Regions from separate parts of the Pan troglodytes genome. Here region 2 is linked to region 1. Evidence: chromatin contacts called from public Hi-C data. All regions are on one chromosome and are shown on one strand. Each heading gives the region's core, a stretch centred on a gene start, on an enhancer-like site or on the middle of the called end of the contact. The rest is flanking DNA. Distances are from core to core; before and after follow the strand shown. Region 1 holds the start of CLDND1 (claudin domain containing 1). Region 2 has its middle 27 kb from the start of CPOX.

Region 1 (6,783 bases), core at 2,479-4,978:
ATAATTTAAACTCAAACTTCTCATTTACATATGGGTCATTCACTGTCTTTCAGAAGCATGGGCATCTAAAAATTATAGTTTTTTACTATATGTGGCACTTTACAGGAATTACTAGAAAAAAAAAAGGAGACATTTCAGGTGCACTTTTCTATTTGCCTTGATCTTGACTCTGTTATTGTTCTACAGTGAATGGGTGCAAGGAAATTCAAAGATAGGTACATTTTTAAAAATGGTTTTTGGTTGGAACCCAGAATTGTACATATTCCCATTTTTTTCCTTTCTGAACTCCAAAGTTCACAAGGAAAACAACCAGAAAAAAATTACATGAAGAAACATAATGTAAATATATCTTATAATGTAGATATAACTTTTAATTCCTAAAAATGTGCAATTAAAAATAAAATATTAAATGTATTGGGGAATTTAGTATTGATGGAAATTCTAGTGTGAAGGGTTGTTTCATAAGTACATAATAAAAAAGTTACAACATGTGAGTATCTAGATTTTCAGTTATCGGTTTTATTTTAAATGTGCTATAACTATAATGCCTTCCGGTTGAAACTAGAACCATCTTTAACAAGTTAAGCTAGATGTCTCATTTAACTTGGCTTTTAAACCTAAATTCCATAATCTCTACATGGTTGCAAAAAATCATCTTTCATATTTGTGAAAATATAAGGCTAGCTACCGTTTCTCAAACAGCAGAGTAAGAAGCAGAAGTAGAAATTTAGCTCCATTAATTAATTAAGGATTTATTTTACCTACTCATACAACAAGCAAGCATAAATAGAAATTAGGAAACACCAAAGATGCAGAGATAAACCAGAAATACGGTTGTGTGTTTGGTGAAACTGGGTGTGAAGAGGCCGTTCAGGTCCTCTCTCAGGATGATCAAAACCACAAACACGTAGAGACACCTCCAGGTTCACACTAGGTTGGTCAGTGAAATGCGTCCTGAGTGTTTTCTAGGCATTCTGAAGACTTGAAGGGTGCAAGTGTCATCCTCCTTTGCAGGTCTTCCCAGAAACATCCACCTCCTGAGTCATGGCGACTTGTGTATGATACGATCCCAGGCCTGGGAATCTCCTGAGAAGGGTTAAACAGGGATGCCCAAAATACTAGCCCTGGCAAATTTTTCCTAGTCATTTGGTGGTTAGTCCAGAGCTTCTCAAACCTGCTGAAGCGAGCAGGAACACCTCTCTCTATAAATGGCTTATCTCCATTTAGGGGTAGCCTCTAGGGTTAATCCAGGAGCTTTAAAAGCTGTCTGTCTTTTTCCGTCCTGTTTTTCCCGGGCGCCGCTCGCTGTCCCGGTCCGCGCCGGCTCCCTGCGTGCCTTGTCGCCATGCATCCGAAAATTGAGGAAATCAAGGACTTTCTGTTCACAGCCCGATGAAAGGATGCTGAATCTGTCAAGATCAAGAAAAATAAGGACAATGTGAAGTTTAAAGTTCGATGCAGCAGATATCTTTATACCCTGGTCATCAGTGAAAAAGAGAAGGCAGAAATACTGAAGCCAGTCCCTGCCTCCTAGTTTGGTAGTGAAGGAGTTGAAATGAACCAGCCACACTGATTTGAACTGTAATAGAATACAAAAAAAAAAAAAAAAAAAAAAAGACTGTTCTCACTAAGCTTACTCAAATATTATATTCAACAAATATTTGCAAATACTAATAACTTAATGATTCTTTCCTAAACCTCAGGTCCTGTGCTGGGCGTTTTATATGTTTTTCTCAATCTTCACAATGATCATGTGGGATAGATGCTACTGTCAACATCCATATTTTGGAGAAAAGACAACCGAGACTTAAAGAAGGTTAATTCTCCAAAGTCACAAAATGAGTATATTCAAGTGTGTTACCATGGTAGTCAGTTACTCTAATATCCAAGTTTGCTACCAAGTCAGTTACTCTCTCTAGTTCCTTTATCTGTAGACTGAAGTTGTTTCTTCTCTCTCCTTTAAACTTATCTTTTGCCTGGTTTACTGACCACATGATCTCAGTGGAGAGGTAAATCTGAAAGTGGGGAATTTCTTTTTTTGAGGCAGAGTCTTGTTCTGTTGCCCAGGCTGGAGTGCAGTGGCGTGATCTTGGCTCACTGCAAGCTCCGCCTCCCGGGTTCATGCCATTCTCCTGCCTCAGCCTCCCAAGTAGCTGGGACCACAAGAGCCCACCAACACGCCTGGCTAATTTTTTTGTATTTTTAGTAGAGACGGGGTTTCACCGTGTTAGCCAGGATGGTCTTGATCTCCTGACCTCGTGATCTGCCGCCTCGGCCTCCCAAAGTGCTGGGATTACAGGCGTGAGCCACCACGCCCGGCGGAAAATAGGGGATTTCTAATGAAGGCCAATGGATGAAGACATTTCCTGGAGTATAAGGGCATTTATGTGTCTTACTACACATTGACAATTTGCCTGTGCCTCTCCGCCACTTTCTCTAGTTGGTGCCTCTGACAAATTTTTTTTTTTATTATATGCTGTATATGAAAATCCAGAGTCATGTTTGAATATATTTGGCTACTACCTTATTATGTGCTGCATATGAATATCAGTTTCACCCACTCAGGTCAAAGAAATGTAAGTAGAGATAGAGAAACATATCATGCCTTTAATCTGTCAAAGTGGTAGAAATTTAATATCAACTTGCAGCTCCCATCTTTCTCCTATGCTAAATTACAAGGCATTAGGGGACAGAGTAGGGGTTTGAGAGCCCCTCTGGTCCTTGAGTCAGCTTTCTCTGTCGGTTACTGTTGAGAAATCCACCATTTGCTGGTCCCAGGCCACGTTAATGGTTCCACTCATGTTATTGTTAAGATGTCCCTGCTTCCTGTCCATGAATTTCTGTGTTAAACCTGAGGGTTCAGAATCATTGTTGCCCCTGTGCCACACATCATCTGCAATCTCCAATGCTGTCCATGACCTTATCTGCTTGAGTGATGTTCCCCAAATTTCAGTCTTTTTCCTACTATACCCACAATTTTTTATTCATTTTTTGACATATCTGGTATCCTCAGTATTATTAACTTAATAGTTTTTAAATTAAGTGAAAAGAATTTAAAAGGAACAACATTGCTGCAGTAGAAAACTAGTATCACTTGTCATAAAAGGAAGGCAGCTACAAACACATTTTATGAAACCCAAATAATATCATTACATTCTTGATGGATACTGTCTGCCAGGTCACATACTTCTTAGCCTAAACTTATGCAATAAAACCAGAAGGATGCTCTGCTCCAATGGGAGGGATTCTGGGAGAGGGAAATAAAATGGGTCAACGTTTCACAAGTAGAATCCCATTTTTGTTCATTTATACTTAGATCTAGAGGCAGGGTGGTGTGATAGGGAAAGCACAGGCCTAAAAGTCAGATCTAAGTTATACAAGTCACGGTCACTGACTCGAGATGACCGGAAACAGGCCCGCTTTACTTTCTGGACCATTCTCCCTTCCTCCCTAAAATGCAAGAATCCAACAGCCTAGACTTCCCTTCTGCGTACCGGCTTGCCCTGAGGAGCTGAACTACATCTCCCACAATGCGCCGCGCGCGGCGCCAGGAATGCCTATCGCCGCCTCAGACAGCTTTCAGTCTGTCCCTCCTACAACTCCCACAAGGCCCCTCGGCCCCGGGCCGCGGCCCGGCCCGGAGTGGGGGCGGGCGGAGGCGCGGGAGTTATGGAGGGGGCGGGCTCTGCAGGGAAGTGCGTCAGAGGAGGCGCGGGGAGAGTAGGGTGCTGTGGTCTGAGCTAGAGGGTGAAGCTGGCGGAGCAGGAGGATGGGCGGTGAGTGAGCGGGACCTGCGTCGCCGGGCAGGGGTCGCGTCGCGGTTCCATGTTCCCGGCGGTTTGAACAGGAGCCCCCTTCCCGAGCGTGGTCGGGCTGGGCGGGTTCCGAGCGGCGGATTTGTCCCAGGGCCGAGCCCTCTAGGGCGGGGCCTGGTCGGGTACCGGGGGACCCTGGCCCGGGGCCGAGCACGGCTGCCCCGCCCCAGCCCTGGCCTTCTCCGGCCCTGCCGTGAGGCCCAGGAGGTGGCTGCTGCAGGCGTCCGGCTTGGACGAACCGCCGTTCCCAGTGCTGGGACCCTTTAAGGTCATTTGAGAGCACCTGGATGAAGGGGGGATTTTTAAAAAATCAAAATACAAATCCAACTTTTTGAGTTTTCGTTGTCATTGCTCTTATCTTTCCTGAGTCACTTCCCATTTTCCAAACTCAGCAACCCCAGTTTGCGAGTCTGTTTTCATGCACCTTTGTAAGGTGTTTGGTGCGGTCACGGTGTATACTTGCCGTGTAGTATTTGACTCAGCGCGATCCGCCTTGAGTCATTTTACCGCGGCCATTTACTACTGCCGTTGAGCCCTGTCCACGCCTTGGGAGTGTTGATATGTTGAGAGTTTTCTGTCTGGCTGAGGAGGGATCATTTAGTTTTTGCGGACGTATGTTGCACTTAGGATTTAGGGAGAGAGCAAGATTTCTGTTGAGAAGGTTCAGAAGTATAAGGAATCGGGAGAGTAGATAGGAGTGAAGCATTTGGCAGCGTAAAGAAGCTTGGCTTAGCTTTAATGGATTAGGGAGAGATTGCTATCTAGCATTATTACATGTTATTGTTCTCTTTGCTATTTTATACACCTAGAACAACCTTTCCCTCGGGGTTAACAAACATCTTCAACTCTGTTTTCCGTATGGCTCCTGACTCTTACCTTTGTTTTAGGAGGCTTCCCTCTTCAGAGGAAACTGGGAGAAGCCAATTTCCACTGCTTCTTTTTCCTGTGCCTTTTTAACACTCAAACCCAGAACACTTAATCCTCTGCAGCTCGTGCAAAAATTCAGTCTGTAATTTAAAATGTGTGCACGGTACACTGCTGACCATGGGCATGTCTATTGTTTGTATCTGTAATGTGTATGTCCATTTCAGTGTTGTCTGTTTTAGTATGCAGGTGATAGACTAGAGAACAAGACCTCTGTCTCCGTAGCATCCTGGGTATGTGAGCATTCAATAAGTACTTTTATGAGAATGAGTTTTGTTTTAAGCTTAATTAAAAACATGCTTGCTTTCTAAAAAAAATTCTTAATGGTTATATGTACGAAGGGATGGGGAATTGGGTAAAGGGTGCATTTGGAATAATTCAAAATAATCTTTCTTATTTGTCCGTAAAGTCTAACTTATCTTCTTTCTTCAACTTTTAAACAGAGCAGTCTGAATGCCAGAATGGATAACCGTTTTGCTACAGCATTTGTAATTGCTTGTGTGCTTAGCCTCATTTCCACCATCTACATGGCAGCCTCCATTGGCACAGACTTCTGGTATGAATATCGAAGTCCAGTTCAAGAAAATTCCAGTGATTTGAATAAAAGCATCTGGGATGAATTCATTAGTGATGAGGCAGATGAAAAGACTTATAATGATGCACTTTTTCGATACAATGGCACAGTGGGATTGTGGAGACGGTGTATCACCATACCCAAAAACATGCATTGGTATAGCCCACCAGAAAGGACAGGTATTTCTCTTATTTTAACTTCTGTCTTCTTCACCTGGTTAATAATAGACAAAACGACGTAATGATTGCCCAATTACATGTAAGCAGGTTTGTTGGTTCTCTCTCTCCTTAAAGAAATAAATCGTGTATCTTCTCTTTCTACTGCCTTCTCTCCCCAACTTCTTTGCATTACCATGGTACTCATCAATATTGGTTGGATGAGGAACTTTTCTTATCTTGGGAAAGCCTTAATGGCTTTTTTTTTTCTTATTTACTCACTCATTAAAATACTTTTCATTACTCTAACACATGTTATAAAGAAATAGTTGGAAAAGTACATCGAAAGACTTTTAAAAATATTTGGTAACTAGTAAAAGGACTACCATCGAAAATCAACTCAAAAAATTGTCCTTTTATGGGTTAGCTGTATTATAATACATATCTATCATTTGCCCGTGTGTCTTAGAGGTTGTAATTTGACCAGCTCTACATTTAATCTGTGTAATTATGAGACTGTTTTACAACAATCTTGATGCAGAGTTGGTAGGTTAAGAAATTTGTATTACAGAAGTTAAAAAAAAAAAAAACCCAAAACTAGATTTTTAGGTTTATTTTACAGGCATTCTTATTTAACACTTAAAGATTTTAATTTCCAGTTATTAAAATGGTAGCTTTAGAACTCTTTGTAAGGAACAACTTTACAGTTTATTTATGACTACTTCTGTTGGCCCCTTAGTGGGGAAGCATTGTATTCAAATCATAGCAGAACAGGCTTGAGTTATGAAATTTCAAAAGGATGATAATATGTCACTATATCTGGAAACAAAGATAATTTGGAAGGAAAGGAGAGAAAGTTGGTTAAAATTCATTGTAAAATGTTCAGTTTGACTTATGAGGTTACAGGAGCACTTGATATTGAAATTGGAGTTGGAATTGGAGTGTTACCATTTAGTCATTCATTAAACAAATAATTTATTGCATGTCTCCATGTTCCAGGGCCTCTTAGCTGGGAGAACATCAGGAAAGAACAAAATCCTTACTCCTGGGGAGCTAGCATTCTGATAAAGGATGACAGGCAGTGAACAGAATATAACAGTATAAACAGAATAAATAATTATTCAGTATGTTAAAAGATGACATGTGCTATGGCAAAATAGAACACAAAAGGGATTTGGAAATATGTGGGAAAAGGAATATTGGTGGCCATAGGTTATGATTTTCAATAGGATACTTAAAGTAGGTCTCATTGAGAAGACACCACTTGAGTAAAGAATGTAGTTAAAGACTAGACAAAAGAGTTGGCCATATGGGT
Region 2 (6,783 bases), core at 1,548-4,047, 45 kb before region 1:
ATCCTGATACATGTTTCTTTAAAAATCAATTATTTTTCCCACGTATTTAAATTAGTATGTATGCTTTGTGGAAATCTTGGAAAATAAACAATGGTATTAAGGATATAATTACATTTGATTCCACCACTCAGAAGTAACCATAAATACTCAAAATTTTGGTATATTTCTTTCTAGGTATTTTATGCATATTTTAATGTAGTTAAATCATATTGCATATATAATTTTGAATACTCACTGTTTTCTTTTTTATGCCTTAAGCATCTCCCCCTGTTATTTAAACCTTTCAAAGGCAGATAATCGACCGAGGCTGAAAATAAGGGGTTTCTTGAAAGTGAGCAAGTGAGCTACTGACTGAGGGCTCTAGCCCATCGGCTGCCCCATTTCTTTATGGGAACTTGGTCTCCAGCTGGGCAGGAGATTCAAGGGCTTTTTTTTTTTTTTTCCAAATAAATAATGAATAGTTCTAGAGAAAAAAAAATACTGCTGTAGTCTTTGACATTTTCACTACAAAATGATTAACTCTTTTCTTTGCCCCTACTTTACAAAGTAGAATTTACAAAGAACTTAAAAAAATTTACAAGAAGAAAACGACCCCATCAAAAAGTGGGCAAAGGATATGAACAGACACTTCTCAAAAGAAGACACTTATGCAGCCAACAGACATATGAAAAAATGCTCATCATCTCTGGTCATCAGAGAATTGCAAATCAAAACCATAATGATATACCATCTCACGCCAGTTAGAATGGCAATCATTAAAAAGTCAGGAAACAATAGATGCTGGAGAGGATGTGGAGAAATAGGAATGCTTTTACACTGTTGGTGGGAGTGTAACTTAGTTCAACCATTGTGGAAGACAGTGTGGTGATTCCTCAAGGATCTAGAACTAGAAATACCATTTGACCCAGCAATCTCATTACTGGGTATATACCCAAAGGATTATAAATCATGCTACTATAAAGACACATGCACATGTATGTTTATTGTGGCACTATTCACAATAGCAAAGACTTGGAACCAACCCAAATGTCCCTCAATGATAGAATGGATAAAGAAAATGTGGCACATACACACCATGGAATACTATGCAGCCATAAAAAAGAATGAGTTCATGTTCTTTACAGGGACATGGATGAAGCTGGAAACCATCATTCTCAGCAAAATATCACAAGGACAGAAAACCAAACACTGCATGTTCTCACTCATAGGTGGGAGTTGAACAATGAGAACACCTGGACACAGGGAGGGGAACGTCACACACCGGGGCCTGTTGGGAGGTAGTGGGCTGGGGGAGGGATAGCATTAGGAGAAATACCTAATGTAAATTATAAGTTGATGGGTGCAGCAAAACCAACATGGCGCATGTATACCTATGTAATAAACCTGCACGTTGTGCACATGTACCCTAGAACTTATAATAAAAATAAGAGCAAACAAAATTACTTGAATCAATGAGAAAACATTAGAAAGAATAATAGATAGCCAGGGTCATCAGATATTTGAGGAAAAATCTCCAAATATAAGAGAAAGAGAAAAAATAAGTAAAGAGACCACAGACAGGCAGGCTTCTAATGAATATATAATAGAACAGATAAGAGATTAAACTTAGAAATACAGAGGTAAATAGAAAAATCAAAAAGATTTAAAAGTTGTTGCTTTTGGGCAGCAGGGCTGAGGTGAATAGAAATGGAAAGGGAATTGCTGGGTTTTGTCATAACCTTTTACTACTATTTGATTGTTTAACTGATTTTATTTATTAGATTAATAAAAATATTAAAGAGTAAAGGCCATGGATTTTTAAGCCCTCAAAACATTTTAATTGTGCATATTTTTATCATATAGATGCTTCTTATTAGAAAAAACTTTCCATTCTGTTACATTAATTTTTATCATGTGTTGCCATTACATTACCACTGTTCTTAAAGACCTCTTCCTGTTTTTGACCTCACTGTTGAGCTGAATTAAATACACGTTATCGTCTAACTAGTTTTAACTTTAAGAAGTAAGATATGTTCTGAGAAAAGTATTCTTTAATAGGTTCCAATCGTTCTTAAAGATTCATAGAACTTTATACATGGTGCCCAAATGTCTTTTCTGTCTATGTTAATAATAAGTAAAACTATTGTTTATAAAATGCAAACTAAGTCACAGATTTTGTACACCTCAAGGTACAGGGGAAGGTATTTTATAAAGTGGGTGCTGGACAATGGTCCAGATGTGTGACCTTTTTCAAGTTTTTGCTTGAGAGTTTAGAAGTTACATTTAAATCAATGATCACTGTGTCTAGGGTTATGTTTTCTAAACACAGCAGCCCTCTGGCTCAATCATGAAGATATCTCGTGAGTTCCAGAGGAACTTGGGTATATTTCTGTTTGTATAGAAAGACACTAAAAGAAAAGCATATTCTGGTTTTTACAGGTCTACCTTATTTTCTTCAAATTATATTTTAGTGACAACTTGAAGGAAATGCTATCAATGCTTCAAAACTCCAACACAGTTTTTTTGTGCTGCCACCACAGCATCATCACTTCATGGTCTGATTGGTGTAAATACCACAGGGATAAGCAAAAGCATGAGACTGAAGACACTTTCTGTTTAGGAAAAATGGGTAACAAGTTGAAGAATGCTTCTCCCTGAAAAATCTTTGGGCTTCCTCTCAATGTTGTTCCTGTTGTGTGGGTAGCTCCACCCCAGATACCCACACAAGAACTTGGCCAGGGTAAAAATCAAACCCTGTGTCTCAGGCCACAACAGAGTTTGATTTTACCCTGGCCCGGTTCTTGTGTGGGTAGCTGGGGTGGAGTCCTCTCATTCTTACTCTGCTTTTGTGGTGTGAAAGTCTAAGTTAACTGCTGATTGTTCTTCAATTTATTAGTGCTTTGCTATAATCTTAGGTAAAGTCAGAAATCCCATCAACTCATCTTATTGACATAGGGCAAAAGTACACCTGAATTTTTATTAGTTCAGAATTTTTTTAGAGTAAGAAGTCTTACTCTATAGTCTTTGTATATATGTACAAAGAGAACACAGCATTATGTTTTCATGACCTCGTACATCTTCATTCTTGAACCTTTTAATTTTCTCCCATCAGAAAATATTTTAATTATATAATGTTCAAAAAATTTAGGTGGGCATACTAACACAAAATGCATTTTCTCTGATTTGTAAACCTTTTTTTTTAAATGAAGAGTTTTTGCTGCTTGCTTATATCTCTGTGGTTTGGTGTTTTAGCCTCTTGATTAATCTCAATACTTTCTATCCTATGACTAAACTACTTTCCCTTGCATACACACCTAGATTTCTACTGCACATCTTTTAAATTTTATGTCATTTATCATCTATATCTCTTCATCATTTTTTCTTAGATTTGTGTAATTCATGTCTCTTCTTTATTTGTAGAGAATCTAAATCTAGTCTTACATAATTGCTCCAGATGATAATAATCTATTTATTTATACTTCTAATTTGTCCCAGAAAGGACTTAAGGTGACATATATAATAATGCATAAAATATAGTGAGATGAATTCAATTGAAAATAAGAAAAGTTGACAAAGGGAAACTAATGGTGGGAAATTAAGATGAGGCCAAGAGCAAGGTCAGTGTTCAAATGCCTGCCTAATAGAGCCGCAGTTTGGCTTCCTGCTATATCCCTGTTTTTTGTTCACCAGCCTCATATCCCTCCCTATGTAGCTTGATGACCACAGCCTGCTTGTGATAGTTAGGGTTTTCCAGAGAAACAGAACCAATAGGATGCATGTGTGTATGTCTGTATATAGCTTTATTTAAGGAATTGGTGAATATAGAGACTGGCAAGTCCCAAATCTGCAGTTCATGCCTGCTGCCAGAATTCTCTCTTGCTCAGGAAGGTCAGTCTTTTGTTCTATTTAGAACATCCCCTGACTGGATGAGGCCCACCCACTTTATAAAGGGCAAACTGCTTTCCTCAAAGTCCACTTATTTAAATGTTAGTCTCACCCAAAACACTCTTGCAGAAACACCCAGAATAACGTTTGACCACATATCTGGGCACTATGGCCCCACCATGTTGACATAAAATTAATCACCATGCCACTAAAACCTGCAACTTGCCTTTAACCTCCACCTTGTCTTTCTTTTCCTTCCTACATACACCCTTTCCATTTTCTCTAATTCCTGAAGCTTCAGTTATACTTCACTTTACTCCTTTTTTCTCACGCCTTACGCTAAAGACACAGGATTCCCAAGGGGTCGTTAGGCCACGGGTTCCTATTTCCTGGGTTGGGTGAAATTCTTCTCCCTTCTGGTTGTTAACTACCGCTTTCAAATAAGTTCCTGGTCCATCTTGAGTGTTCCGCTTACATCTCCCCTAATGGCCCTTCCCCACCCTCTCCCTGTGCCCTACCCCTGGCTCTTTGTAAAAATTCCTTACATTATTACAGGCCCATCGTGAACCATTTCTGCTAAAGGACTTTACGGTAGGAATTACCTTTGCTACATTAGGCCACGTTTTCTGGGTGCTGATGCAGCTGTATACAGGGTTACGTGAGTGCTTGTTTGAGTGTGTGTTATTGTCGTGAGAGTGGAGCAATAAAGACAGTCCCTGAGAAAAGTTTCCCAGGACCCAGTGGTCCAGTGTGTCTCTGCTACTAGAGGAAGAATGTGGTCCGCCACTCTACTTCTTGTTCCCTGAAGCCCAGACCACAGAGAGGGGTTGTGGGAATCAGTCTCTGCCTGGCAGGTTTTTGAAGCTTGTGAGGGGAAATAACTCTCTAGCTTTCTTTCAGATAGAAGAAAAAAAAAAAAATGAAATAAAAGTAAAACAAGTGGCTGTAACACAAAAAAACTTTATCGACAGAGATTCAAATATAAATCTGAATTGTTCACCCTTTTACTTTATAACCAGGCACCAGAGGACCCGTGAATGCATAATGATCATTTCTGAAATCTTTGGTAGTATTCCCATACAACCTGAGCCCATATTTCAGACCGGTCATAGCTGTGTGATTTAGGGGACATCACACAGACTCTACTCTTAACTCCTCTGTAAAAGAGAATGAGTAATGTGTACCTCCAAAAATTACTGTGGGAAGTCAATAAAATAACATATGGGAAAGAGTTTTACAAGCTGTTAAGTGTTATGTGGACATTAGGTATTCAGGAAATCAGTTAAAGCCACACTGAAGACATTAAAACAAACAATCAGATATTTGATACATAGAAAGCTGGGCAAATGACTGTTCAGCACTTTAAAGGTAGGAAGAAGAGGAGACTAGATCAGTCAGAGAGAAAGAGTTTAGTCATTTTCATATCATGATTCTTCCCTTCCCAGTGGAAAGTATATATGAGCATGTATGTTTATGTAATATAGATAGATGTGGCAGTAAATTGCCTTTCACTTTCTCTAGTCAAAATCAAAAATAATAATTTTTAAGCTAGGAAAATTCAGTAATTTGACGAGGGAATTTGGCTGGAAAAGTGAAAAACAATTCAAGGATAGGTATTTATAAATATATCAGAATATTATACATGTATTTTTGTATGCACATGTGTTTTATTTAGGAAGGAAATAACATGTTAACTTTTGCGTATTTTAATTTTTTATTCAGCATTGATTTCCCACCTGTTGTTTAACTTTTTCATTCTTTGTTTTTTTTTTTTTCCGTTGTGGTCAAGTGCATATTGAAGACCACCTTAGCTTAGCTGAGAACGTTGTACTTGTGAAGCATTTGAATGTGGGCCACATCAAAGGTGAACAAAATAATTCATTTCCTGGCCCTGCTCAAGTATCCTCACCCTGAGAGTCTGCCCCTGTGGGCCACAACACTGCCACCCATAACAGTCACACCTCTCTTTAAACCCAGGTATATTTGGTATCTGTAACTCTCACCTGACTCTCACATAACACTCAGTCAAATTATTTATCTCTTTGTAAACTTAAATTTACATTTATATGCTCCATCTCTCTTCACACCAGCTAGTGCTAATACCCAACACTGAGGGTGCCAGACAGTGTTCTAACATTACTTAAGTTAACTTAGTCAATATCTGAAATAACCCCGAGGAAGTTATTCTCATTGCATGCATGAGAAAATTGAGGTGTGGAGGGTTGAAGTTTTTGCTCACCCCCACAGAGCCAAGTGCTGAGCAAAAGGTAGTCTGGGCTGGGTGCCGTGGCTCACACCTGCAATCCCAACACTTTGGGAGGCCAAGGCAGGCAGATCACTGGCAACCAGGAGTTTGAGACCAGCCTGGCCAACATGGTGAAACCCTGTTTAGTCTCTGCTAAAAATACAAAAGTTAGCCAGGTGTGGTGGCATGTGCCTGTAATCCCAGCTACTTGGGAGGCTGAGGCACGAGAATCACTTGAGCCTGGGAGGTGGAGGTTGCAGTGAGCTGAGATCACACAACTGCACTCCAGCCCGGGCGACAGAGAGGGACCCTGCCACACACACACACACACACAAAAAAATAGTCTGGCCTCTGACATCACTCTCAACCAGAATTATGAAAGCTCAATAGGAATCAATACCTTGTCTCACAGTTTAGGTGCCTCCAGCCCCTAACCATTATTTGCGTTCAAGAAAGGAACTGTAAATGTCTTATGGTTGTTACTCTTTGAAAACAAATCCTATAGTTATGGAAACAAACAAATAAAAAATGCTAGAGAACTTGTATTCTCCTAATACCATCTTTGATTAAGCTTTTACTGAGTTCAGAATTAAGGAATGTTAATGATACGAAAGCTTTTATAGCACTGATTTTTTTCAAAGTACCAACCTGTGGTTTGGTGACACAACTATAGA

Evidence for each region. Hi-C and Micro-C count contacts between places; a contact is called where the count stands out from the background.
Region 2: a contact with region 1 is called in a Hi-C map of a lymphoblastoid cell line, with 2.8 times the contacts expected there. The contact joins the enhancer-like site here to the promoter of CLDND1 in region 1. A contact is called at or near these places in 3 of 7 Hi-C or Micro-C datasets (a lymphoblastoid cell line and stem cell-derived neural progenitor cells).

Annotation. Positions count from the first base shown.
Region 1 is chr2:101,833,773-101,840,555 of NHGRI_mPanTro3-v2.0_pri, reverse strand. It overlaps CLDND1 (claudin domain containing 1), which reads left to right and starts at 3,728. Exons shown (of 5, transcript NM_001280537.1): 1 at 3,728-3,776; 2 at 5,183-5,492. The coding sequence starts at 5,201. It also overlaps the pseudogene LOC104005652.
Region 2 is chr2:101,877,770-101,884,552 of NHGRI_mPanTro3-v2.0_pri, reverse strand. It overlaps a transcript of GPR15 not described here. Among named protein-coding and RNA genes, the nearest start is that of CPOX, 27 kb to the left of the region's middle. Within about 2 kb of position 2,797, at least 1 of the 24 cell types and tissues checked has an H3K27ac peak or open chromatin away from gene starts, as enhancers often do. A contact at or near this core is called in a lymphoblastoid cell line, where this site is marked.